Regions from separate parts of the Mus musculus genome. Here region 1 is linked to region 2. The links are chromatin contacts, called in public promoter capture Hi-C maps. All regions are on one chromosome and are shown on one strand. The core of a region is the stretch at or near the end of the contact, and the rest is flanking DNA. Distances in the headings are between cores, read along the strand shown. Region 1 overlaps Afap1l2 (actin filament associated protein 1-like 2). Region 2 holds the start of Plekhs1 (pleckstrin homology domain containing, family S member 1).

What was found. Promoter capture Hi-C pulls out the DNA fragments that hold promoters and counts their contacts.
Region 1: a contact with region 2 is called in a promoter capture Hi-C map of the C10 cell line. The contact joins the enhancer-like site here to the promoter of Plekhs1 in region 2. A contact is called at or near these places in 4 of 39 promoter capture datasets (the C10 cell line, cranial neural crest, liver and 1 more) and 1 of 115 datasets of contacts at active chromatin or transcription factors (pancreatic cancer cells).

Annotation. Positions count from the first base shown.
Region 1 is chr19:56,954,689-56,960,557 of GRCm38.p6, reverse strand. All of the region lies in intron 1 of Afap1l2 (actin filament associated protein 1-like 2), which reads left to right. Among named protein-coding and RNA genes, the nearest start is that of Gm38597, 20 kb to the left of the region's middle. Within about 2 kb of position 1,342, at least 27 of the 459 cell types and tissues checked have an H3K27ac peak or open chromatin away from gene starts, as enhancers often do.
Region 2 is chr19:56,459,969-56,465,658 of GRCm38.p6, reverse strand. Plekhs1 (pleckstrin homology domain containing, family S member 1) reads right to left here and starts at 4,022. Exons shown (of 13, transcript NM_001164263.1): 1 at 3,962-4,022; 2 at 1,062-1,107. The coding sequence starts at 1,089.

The DNA.
Region 1 (5,869 bases), core at 93-2,592, 500 kb before region 2:
GAAGCATGAGAAACACTCCAGGTTCCAATGGCCACCGCAGGTCAGGCCTGACAAAGCCGCTGGGGACCCAGGAAGCCTGTTTCTCTGCCTGGCTTCCTTGGCACCTGAAGGAAGTACTTTTGCTCTGGGGTCTTTGGACGCTGAATGGGAGCTCAGGGAGGGAGATGGAGACCAGTGCCTCCTGTCGGGCTGACTCCATGGCAGGGCAGTTGAGTTTCTGGATCTGACCTTGATTTGGTAGTGGAGTCCTAAGTAGCATGGAACTCAGTGGCTTCAAATTACTTTTGGCTGAATTCTGGGGAGGGGCACTAAGTTAGGATGCTGTTGGCATCTTTTCTGTCTTTTCTTTCCCTCTCTTTGGCGTATGTCCTTCTCTCTAACTCAAGTGAACAGGGGCAAGGTGGACTTTACAGATCAAATAGAAAACACAGTGGCTACTGAGGTTTTCTGTTCTCTGCACGCACCCCGTGTTGAGGAACAGGCGAGGGCAGAAGGAAGGACAGACAGATCGCCTGTAACTCTTCCACCGAGAGATAACAGCTTTTCTGATCATTTTCCAGCTTGGCTTCCACACAATATTCCCCAGACTTTGCTGACACCCAGCCACCGTGCTCTGAGACCGAGGTGTGACTGTTTTGTGTTTTGTCCTGTGGAGGGACACCCAGCCAAACCTCTGTGCCTCCCCTGCCACTCCCCTTCCCCTAGCCCTAACCCTCCCCCACCCCCAAAAATCTCTGAAAGACTCCACTTGTCTGGTGGAGTGCATCTCAGGAATGTCCCCACTGGGGAAGGAACAAAGACCTTCTAGTCCCAAAGCCTCTTGGTCTGGCCTGGCCCTGAAGGTCACAGAGACCTGGAGTGTCCTGCGCTTGCTCTTGTGTGCCCTTGAGTGGCTATAGAGTTTGAGGAGGGAGTGTGGAGCTCTGCTTGGCCTGGTTTCCTCTATACCCTTTAGAAAGTCCTCTCAGGTTGCCATGTTAGGAGGAAAATGACTTGTGTCTTCCCAAGCCACCAGCTACCAGGGCAGGCCCCTGCCTGCTCATTCCAGGCAAGGACTGGAATTATGGCCAGAGACTGGAAAGTCTTTGCCTGGGCTACTGAAAGAACCCATCTAACTTCGTTTATTAGGAGGAGTGTGTCTGTCTGTCTGTCTGTCTGTCCATCTGTCAGCATGGTGTTCAACAGTTGTTTTCTGACTTTTCCAAAAGACCTGTTTTGGCATGGTGGTGGACGCCAACCCTGAACATATGTGGTCCCTGCCCATACAGAGCTTCCAGGGCCTCTCTATTCATGGGGCAAATAGAAAAATAGAGTGAGTCACCAGATAGCCTGTGCTGGCAGGGCTGGGTGACTGGGTATGCTGTAAGGCACTATGGTAGCAGACTCAGAGTTCTTTCTGCCTCTATGTGTTTGGTGTGGTGTCTTCAGTTGTTACCATGAAGGTAACAGTCTCTGCAGAGCCCAGTCTTTGGAGTTGGGCATTCTAGCTGGCTCCTTGGATGGGGTTGGGACTCTGCTCATAAGGGAGGTCTATTCCATTTGAGAGGTCAGCTGTGAGCAACTCCAGTTGTTTCTCCAGTACTGGGAGCCAGCAGCAAGCATCTGTCTTGTGTCCTCCTCCCCCATGCTCGCTCAGCTAATCCGGGAACTCCAAGGGTGAGCCATAAGGAAAGTGTTTTCAGTGATGAGACCCAAAAGATAGGTGAGAAAAAACAGAGCTTGCAAAAAACGATGGTCATGTGACTCTAGAAGGTCAGCCCAGTGGAGAACAGAGCATTCACTGCTAGTAAAACCCTTCGCCCCTCAGCCTCTTCTTGGAGCCTGAGATAATGAATGACTTCTAGGATATTTACACTGGAGAAAGCTATTTACACTCTGACCCAGTCCCCTTGGGTCCAAGTCCGCTGAGAGGCCCTCTGTGAAACCTTGGGGGTGCTCATCCGCAGGATTAAGCTTCCACTTGCCCAGCAGGATAGAGAGCTGAGCCGGGCAGTATGTAAATAGAGAAATATCTTTATTCCTTGTCTTACTACATCCTTCTGTAATATTTTCCTTTTTCCAAAAGGAAGAAGAAAAATATTTCCAAGTGCATCTGAGTTCATGTAACAAGTGTGGATCTACAAAGTTCCATATGTAAATCAGAATTGACTTGCGCAGTTTGAAAGGGTTGTGCATAAATATTTTTATGAAGTAAAAAGGCTGCTCGCAAAAGCAGATTGTTTATCTTTTAGTGAACTCATTTATTCTGTCATATGGTCCCACAGGAACCTTAGACTCACCTGGGAAACATTTAAAGTTTCTCGAAGCCCCAAGCCACCACGTGAGTGCATCTCTAGAGGTGAGCCCTGGCATAAGGAGGGTTCAAAGTCCCTAGGGCACATGTCCTCTGCCTTTGATGTGAATGCTTCAGAGTCACAAAATGTAACTGTGCTTAAGGCAGGGAACTCACTGAATATCAACAGTGAGGTGTCTTTGAGGCAACTCACTGGTATGAAGATCTAGAAACCTCCTGGTTTGTATAGCAGACAAGCCTTAAAAGTTGCCTGACATCCATGAAACGGAACACTACACAGCAAGGAGAAGAAGGGCCAGACTTCTCAGCTTCCCTTGACTGAAGAGCAGCCTTCCTCTTTGGAGGAAATCTGCATTCGTTACCGAGTGTGCAGCTCTGCGAGGGATGGACACAGAGCCAACCAGGTCTCCACATCAACTCTGAGTACCACACAGCACAGCCACATCTCCAGTGTGTCCTTGTGAATCATGGATGTTGCTTGTTAAGTTGAAGGAATTGAGCTCTGAAGGTCAAGCAGTTCCCATGCTCTGGGCATAGAGGAAGGTTTCCCTCTGAGACTCATTCTTGAGTGGTGGCTGTGTGCTGTATGTATGTTGACTGTGCTAGTGGCCGCTGCTGCAAAGTTTGTTTGCCAAGCATGGTACAGTAAAATGGAGGGCGAGCTTTATCTCTAGAAACTATCTCTGCTATAATAATAATAATAATAATAATAATAATAATAATAAACAACACCCCCTCACCAGCAATGAATGGATGTACAGAATGCAGTAAGTCCACAGAATGGAATCATGTCTTCCATAAGAAGAAAACAGTATTTATGCCTGCCACAACACACAACCTTGAAGCCATAATGCTATGTGGAAGAAGGCAGACAGGAGGCCACATGTTATCTGATCCCATTCATACACTATATCCAGGACAGGCCAACCACAGAACTGGAAGGGTTTAGTATCGGGCTGGGGGAAGGAGGGAGAGAGAAATGACTGCAGAGTGGGATTCCACTGGGGATATTACAGTAAACATTGCGGAACTAGATAGCGATAGTTGTATAACAACATTGTATACTTCACGCCAGAGGTTTGTAAACTGTGAAACTGTCAAGATGGGGCATGTGTGTGTGTGTGTGTGTGTGTGTGTACACTATAGGAAAGAAAATGTGTATGTGTGTATGTATGTGTGTGTATGTATGTGAATGTCTGTGTATATGTATATACTATATGGAAGAAAGTGTGGATGTGTGTGTATATGTGCATGTATGTGTGTGTGTATGTACATGTGTGTGTGTACATTATATGAAAGAAAGTGTGTGTGTGTGTCTGTGTGTGTGTCTACACTATATGGAAGAAAGTGTGTGTGTGTGTGTGTGTGTTTACACTATATGGAAGAAAGAAAGGAGTCCCACTTCCTGTTAATGGGCACACAGTAGGTTCATTCCTGGCACTTTTGAAAACAGACCTCAGTTTCTCTTCTCAAGTGAGTGAAGGGGTATTTTCTCTGGGGGCCCATCCTGTGAACCTGAGGGTTCTTTTCTCACAGTACGTATCTGCAGCTCCACAGTCACCTCTGTGTGACACTGTAGCTTCTCAGGGAATCCTTCCCAGCATCCCTGACTCCCCTGGCCCCAGCAATTACATTCTCAAGGATGCTGCACCTGGTGGCTTGGTCTCCGGCGTCTTCTGGGAGTCAGGAAGAGAATGCACGCACATCTTTCTGGAATATAGTTTTTATAAAGAACAGGTCTGCTTAGTCTGGTGTTTGAAAGGAAAATCGGACTGAATCATGGCTCTTCGGCTAATGCAGCTGTATAAATAAAAGCAGGCCTGAGACCATAGGAGACCGTGAATCTCAGCCGGCATGGTGTGCTGGCGACATTTTCAGTTCGGGACCTAGTGACTGCCCAGGCTGAGGACAGCTGGGGGTGGGGAGGTTTTGAGGAGGAGGGTGATGAATCGGGCAGTTGCACGGTCTAGCTCTGCGTGGGCCTTGAAGTCCCAAACAAGAACCTTATTGATGGCTTACCACCCCGAGCAGACAACCCTGAACTTTAACAGAGCCAAGATGGAAAAGCCCACACAAGGGCCTACAGTTTCCAGAATGAACTATCTTCTTATTTCCCCTTCATCCACCAAAGGACAAGGAAGAAATCTAAATGAAAACGTGGGGGACGCTGGGGGCGAAGGGAAATGTGATGAGCAGGGTCCCCGAGCCTCAATGGATCAGCCACATTCCTCTGAGGGCTGGCCTGCCCTTCTGAGCCCTGGGGGTTGAAGAATGTCACTGGGGTTGGCGCAATTTGGAGCCTTGCCTCTGTTGATTGTTATTCCCAAGAACTTGTAGTCAAAGCCCTGAAAGATGTCCTGGGAGGAAGGCTGGCCGCCTCTTGGGTCCTTGGCATCTTGCTAGATTATCTGTGATCTTCCTTGCCACCCTAATGAAACTTGGAATCACCATAGCAACAGCCCTCTGTGTGCCTATCTGGCTGTTTCCAGAGCAGTTAAACTGGGTTAAGAAGACCCACCCTACATGTTGAATGGCACTGCCCAATAGGCTGGGGTCCCAGACGGAATGAAAAAGAGGCGAGCAGAATACCAAGCTCCAACCCCGATGCCATGTGACCAGTGACCTCACGTTCCTGCCACCCTTGCCTTTCCTGCTGTGACTATCCCCTCAGAGCAAACCCTTCCCTCCCTAAGTTGTACGCATTTTCCCACAGTGCCGTGAAAAGTAACTTGTCGGTGCCCAAATACACCAAGCCTGACTCTTGACCAAAAAGGGCTTATGTCTGCCCTGATATGGCTCAGGACAACTGGCTTGGACAGAAAGGAACCAGGGGAGCAGGGCTGATGGAGCTGGCGAGAGAGCTGAGTGTAGCTGGTCATCCGTGGCTTCATGAAGAGGGCACTTGAGCATACTGTGACGTGGATCCAGAAAAGGAGGGAAATGGTGCATCCTGGTCCCCAGAGTCTCACATGGATCTTCAGGCTTGTTTCTTCAAGCTATGTCTCTCTTAATGCTTGCGCTTTCCTTAAATGTTCTAGGAAAAAAAAAAAAAAAAAAAAGATGCCACTGCCGTTTTCAAAGCAAGTAGGAACTGCTGTGTCCAGCCCAGGTCAAGAAGCGCAGCCTCCAGCTCCGCTGTCCGTAGGGCGCATGTCCACTGTTTATAATGCGCATGTCTACTGTTCGTAGGGCGCGTGTCTGCTGTCACTCTGCCTCTTAGGCTCTTGGCTTCTTCCCTGATAGATGCTGCATCTAAGAGGGTGATATCCCTTGGCTCCACCCACCACGGGCTTCCTCCAGCCTTCCTCTTCCACTCCATTCTCTGTGAACCTCTGCTTATTGATTATGAGACAGCAGAACTCGGAAGCTGTGGCACCAATCACCCATCACAGTTTGATGGAAACGCTGCCACCCGACACATTGCAGAGAGCAAGTCCTTTGAACCTGGACTCACTGTCACTACTCGCTGGGGTTGCAACTGAGTCGGGTTAAGATCCAGCCTCAGCGCTTCCATTCCCATGGCTACACTTGCAAAGTACTTGTGAGAACGTGGAGACGGTGGTGCCCAGCCGTCCT
Region 2 (5,690 bases), core at 2,773-5,272:
ACGTGTTTATAACAATAACAACGAAGAGAGGCCATCAATTTGAGAAGGGGTGAGGAGGAACCTAGCAGAGGTTGGAAAAGCAGGAAGTGATATGATTATCTTTTAATTAAAAATAGATGTAAAAAATGTAAAAGCCCCCCCGAAACCCTCCACCGAGGAGTGGGGAGATGGTTCAGTTTACGACCTAAGTATGAGGACCCAAGCTTGGATCCCCCACACCCACATAAATCCTATGTGGTGCCATGGATCCTTAACCTCACGGCTGGGCTGGAGAGTCGGACAACAGCAGCTCTCTGGAGCTCATTAGTCAGTCGGCCTAGCCAAATCACGAGGACGCAGGCTCAGTGGAAGACCCTGACTTAAATAGTAAGGTGGAGAGTAATCAAGGGAGACACTCAGCACTGGTCTCAGGACTCCATCTGCCAACGTACGCATGCACACACATCCTCGAGAACGCGTATATACAACACACATATGCATACAGATAAAATTAAAAAAAAAAAAGCCTTGCACACACCCTGAGATTCAGCTCAAATAACCTCTCCATGAGACGTCCCAGGATTCCCACGACAACCTCAGCTTTTCCTTCTGATTCCACAGCACTTTGTTCCCTCCCTGTTCCATGGTTACTCTGATGGCACGTGCTGAGCTGAAGTTCTCCATACAGCTCCTTGCCGGTGTTTCTCTCCACTTCTCAGTGAGATTATGAGTTCCTTGAGCACAATGACTCTTCTAGAATTGAAAACTTTATGCAAAATTAAAGGAATAGATCCTAGTCTTTGCTGGGCTGTAATTTATTAAAGGCATTGTCTTCAAGGCCCAAATGGAACACTTAGCCAATGAAAGCCAGGAATTGCTAAATTTCTAGACAGTTCAGCTTTTACAAATAATTAAGGGAACCCAACAGCTCCTACTTTCTCTAGACCAAGAGTCACTGTCCCAGAATGGTACCTGTTGTCCCTACAAATGGAAACTAATGCCTGCTTGTGGGTAGCCTGGTAGACCTGGCTCATCAATGCTCGTGGACAGCTGTTTCCTTCTGCTACTATGCCCTTAGGTACCTGGGCCTTTTGGAGGTCTGGCTTCCATCTGGCTGGCTCTTCTCACCTGTCAGAAAGAGGAGTTAGGTGACAGTTAGCTTCCAGACTTAAGTGTCCAAGCTGACTAGCTACGGCACCATCAGGGGCCAGGACAGGCATCACAATTCTGGTTCCTGCCTTTTCTCTCTTTATGTGTGTGGAGTCCAGAGTTCGAACTTGGGTGTCATTCCTCAGGTGACAACCATCTTGTTTTTTGAGACAGGGTCTCTCATTGGTGTGAGCTCACCTGGCATCTGCTTTCTCTGCCTCTCCTGCTGCTATTACAAGCATGTGCCACCATATCTCACTTTTTAATGTGAATTCTGTGAAGGGAAGTCAGGTTCTTATGCTTGGACAGCAAATGCTTTACTGAGTCTTTCACTAATGTGTTTACCTGTGCCTGGTGTGAACACTCCCCTGCTGACCTGTGCCTGGTGTGAACACTCCCCTGCTGACCTGTGCCTGGTATGAATGCTCCCCTCCTGACCTGTGCCTGATGTGAGCACTCCCCTGTTGACCTGTGCCTGGTGTGAACACTCCTCTGCTAGCCTGTGCCTGGTGTGACTGCTCCCTTCCTGACTTGTGCCTGGTGTGAACACTCCCCTGCTGATCTGTGCCGGGTTTGATTGCTCCCCTCCTGACCTGTGCCTGATGTGAGCACTCCCCTGCTGACCTGTGCCTGGTGTGAACATTCCTCTGCTAGCCTGTGCCTGGTGTGACTGCTCCCTTCCTGACTTGTCCCTGGTGTGAACACTCCCCTGCTGACCAGTGCCAGGTGTGATTGCTCCCCTCCTGACCTGTGCCTGGTGGGAACACGCCCCTGCTGTCCTGTGCCTGGTGTGAACACTCCTCTCCTAGCCTGTGCCTGGTGTGACTGCTCCCCTCCTGACCTGTGCCTGATGTGAGCACTCCCCTGCTGACCTGTGCCAGGTTTGATTGCTCTCCTCCTGACCTGTGCCTGGTGTGAGCACTCCCCTGCTGACCTGTGCCAGGTTTGACTGCTCCCTTCCTGACCTGTGCCTGGTGTGAGCACTCCCCTGCTGACCTGTGCCAGGTTTGATTGCTCCCCTCCTGACCTGTGCCTGGTGTGCACACTCCCCTGCTGACCAGTGCCAGGTTTGATTGCTCCCCTCCTGACCTGTGCCTGGTGTGAACACTCCCCTGCTGACCTGTGCCTGGTGTGAGCACTCCCCTGCTGACCTGTGCCTTTAGTTAGCATCAGCCCATTCATTCCTCTCCTTGGCTGGCTTGTGAGAACCATGCCAGAGCTATTTGATGACTCCCGTGAGTTTTCCTGGACTTCTTTTCAATGTGAGAGTGCCATTGCCTAGAGAAGTAATTAGGAAGGGGTGCTTTTCAGCATCCCCTTTTGTCTGGTCTCTGCACATGTGAGACTTGGGCATCCATGTATACAGCATTTAGCCCAGCATGTAATGGTGCAGAGAACCCACATAAGACTGTTCTTTGTTAAAAAAAAAAAAAAGGAAGTTCCTGATAAAATACTTAACTGTTTTTAAAGCCTTTATAGTTTGTTAGGGGAGGGCTAAAATCTTCCTGATAGCACCGGTTTGAGAACATCTGCTGCTTTACAGTTTGTACAGAAACTCTGCTTGATCCTTCCCCAGCACCAGAGCTCTGACTGGTGCCAAGGAGACTGTAGGCACGCCTGACCCTGAGCACCACCAATGGTATTTACACAGCTGTGTAATACGCTGTGACTTTTGGGTCTCAGAACTAGCCTGTACTGAAGGGGCTTATTTCACAAATGGAGACCTGCACGTGAGAGAGAAAGAGCAAGGTGAAGTGTATCTAGCTCCCCAGGCAGAACACACAGGGCTCCACATGGATGCACACGGATCCTTCCAATGGCACCACTTTCCTAGCGCACTAAGCCTGGTAAAGTGTGCTTTGGGGGCAGCTCTAGCCTCATGATGCCCACAAAGGACTCCAGTGTTGCCTATGGGGACTACTTTTCTGTTCCCGAGAATGCTGGTTACCAGGTCCTCTCTGTCTCAAATAATATTTGAGGGTCAATAATAGCTAGCATTTATGGTATGCATACTACATCCTGCCGTGCACCTAGAGTTTAAATTATTTTTACAATTCTGTACCATCCAGTCACAGACAAGGAAACAGCCATTAGAGAGATTAAGCAACTAGTCTCTACAGAATTAAGGATTCAGAACACGAACCAGATTCTAACTTGAAAGTCAGTCTTTTTCAGGATAGTGGTACTTCCTGCCCGTTCAACAAAGGAGAATGTGTGTGGCATAGTGGTACATGGCTTTAATCCCAGCACTTGATGGGTAGGGGCTAGAAGATATCTGTGAGTTCTAGGCCAGCCGGGGCTCCTTTGTGAGACCCTGTCTCAAAAACAGACAGACAGACAGACAGACAGACATGATGGGTGGATGACTGACAGACAGACAGGTAGGCAGGCAGACAGAGATGACAGATGGATGACAGACAGACAGACAGTCAGGCAGGCAGGCAGACAGACAGACAGGGAACAGAGGATGCGATCTCTTTCCAGTTTTTCTTATAGTTCTTGTCACTGGCCCCGAATAAGCAGACACGCCCCATGCCCCCCCTTCCCCATCTGTTTAGCTCTTCCATCTCACTCTGGAAGAGCTCACATTTGTACCCTGGCCTGTTATTGTCATGCCAGTTGGAAGTTCATAGGTCTGATGCCAAGAGGTCGGTCCCATTTCCCTCTGGTTCTACAGCCTTAGAAGATTAGAAAGAAAAAGCCTAAAATAGCAAGACTGCTCAATTGGAAAATTTCCAGTTTCCCAATTGGCAATTGCTCAATCGTTAACAAGCTCCCGGATCACCACAACCTTGGGACTCCAGACTCTCTGTCACAGTCCGCGAGTACTTACCAGGTCACCAGGTAGTTCTCTGCACCTGCACCGTGTGGCTCCAGAGCTCCTCCTGCTTACTGTGAGCTCTGGTGTGAGGGTGGATTAAGTACCGGCTCTGTTTGAAATGTGAACCAGCAGGAAGTTCTCAACATGCCTTGGGAAGATTTTACTTTTGTCCCCAATACAAATGGAAACTGGGGCCTAAGGGGAAGTCCTGGGCTTTCATTCTTCTTGTGGCTTGGCACAGCATTACACCTGATGTTCCAGGTAACTGGTTTAAAAAAAAAAAAAAAAGCAAATAAAATTTAAAAATTCCTGCAAGACTTTGGACCATAGGAACAATGACTCTTATTGAGGACAATGCTAACCTAGCCTTGACCTTCTGCAGTGACTACCACTGAAACAATTCTCTGCTTCCCACCCAGCCATATCTCACCAACACATCTTCCTTAGGAAGAATTGCTTTGTACCCAACTAGGAAACAAAAGCCCGGCTTCTCTAATACATTCATTCCTTCGAGTAGCTTCCAGGAATATTGGCAAATTCATTCATGATGGAGCAGTTTCTTTGGTGGAGGGAGGGACTAGGCATGCTGTCCAGCACATGGCCCCTTCAAAGCAAGAAACATACACAAACAGTTGCCATTTGACCAGTGCAGTAGTATTGGCCAGCTAAGGGGTTTGCGTGTATTTTTAAACTCATATTATAGGTAGACGAGATGGCAGAGTGCTAATGAGTTACATCACTGTTACATTGTTACATCTTGTTACCTCTAGAAACAAAAGGACATAGTCTTTTACCTTTGTTCCTAGTGCTGAGGTAGCTCAGCTTCTATCAGCTTTGCCACATATTCATTAACATTGTAGTCTTTCAGACTTTGATATCATTAGTCATCAGCATAATAGGATGGATAATTCTCTGTCTCTCTCTGTCTCTGTCTCTATCTATCTCTCTGTCTCTGTCTCTCTCTTCTTTCTTTTTTCTTTGAAACAAAGTCTCTTTGTTTCTGAGGTTAGCCTAGAACTTATTTGGTAGACAAGGCTGGTCTTGAACTCACAGCGTTCCCGGTCTCAGCCTACTGAGTCCTGGGATTACAGGAGTGTGCCACTATGCCCACCTTTGGATGGATAATCCTGACTTTACAGAACCTTCCCTAAAGCATAAGGCTCCCCATGAAAAGCGGAGTACACAGTACTGGTTAGCCTTTGGCAAGGGCTCTTCCTCCATTGTTTACTTCTGCACCACACAGAGGAGGCAGGCCTTGTTGGTTCTCCTTTTGGCAACTCTTCTGGGCTCCAGTCATGCAGAATCAATTTGTCCCCCTGCTGCACAGAACTTGCTTTGTTTGTTTTAGGAGAAACCATTTCTTGAAATATATTTCCTGATATACAGTCAATACCTTAGACCTGGAAACTCTCTGTGGCTTCACAGCCGGTCTTTGTGCAGATGTTACTAGTTAGTGTCTTAAGTAGTTCTTCAACAGCTGTGCTGGTCTCCACTGTGAACTGCAGAGCTATGGATAGCCTGTCACTGTGGTAACAATTCCTAACCAACAGAGGAAGAGGAAATTACTTTATGATTTTTATTCCTTTAAAACAATAAAACAGATGACAGACCCATGATCTTTCCATCTTCTGTCTGTCTGCTTGTCCATCTACCTATCCCACCATGTTCCCACATTTGTTCTTATTCTCCAGTAATAGTATTTTTTTTCTGGGAAGTTGCTTAGTATATCCCATAAGTACCT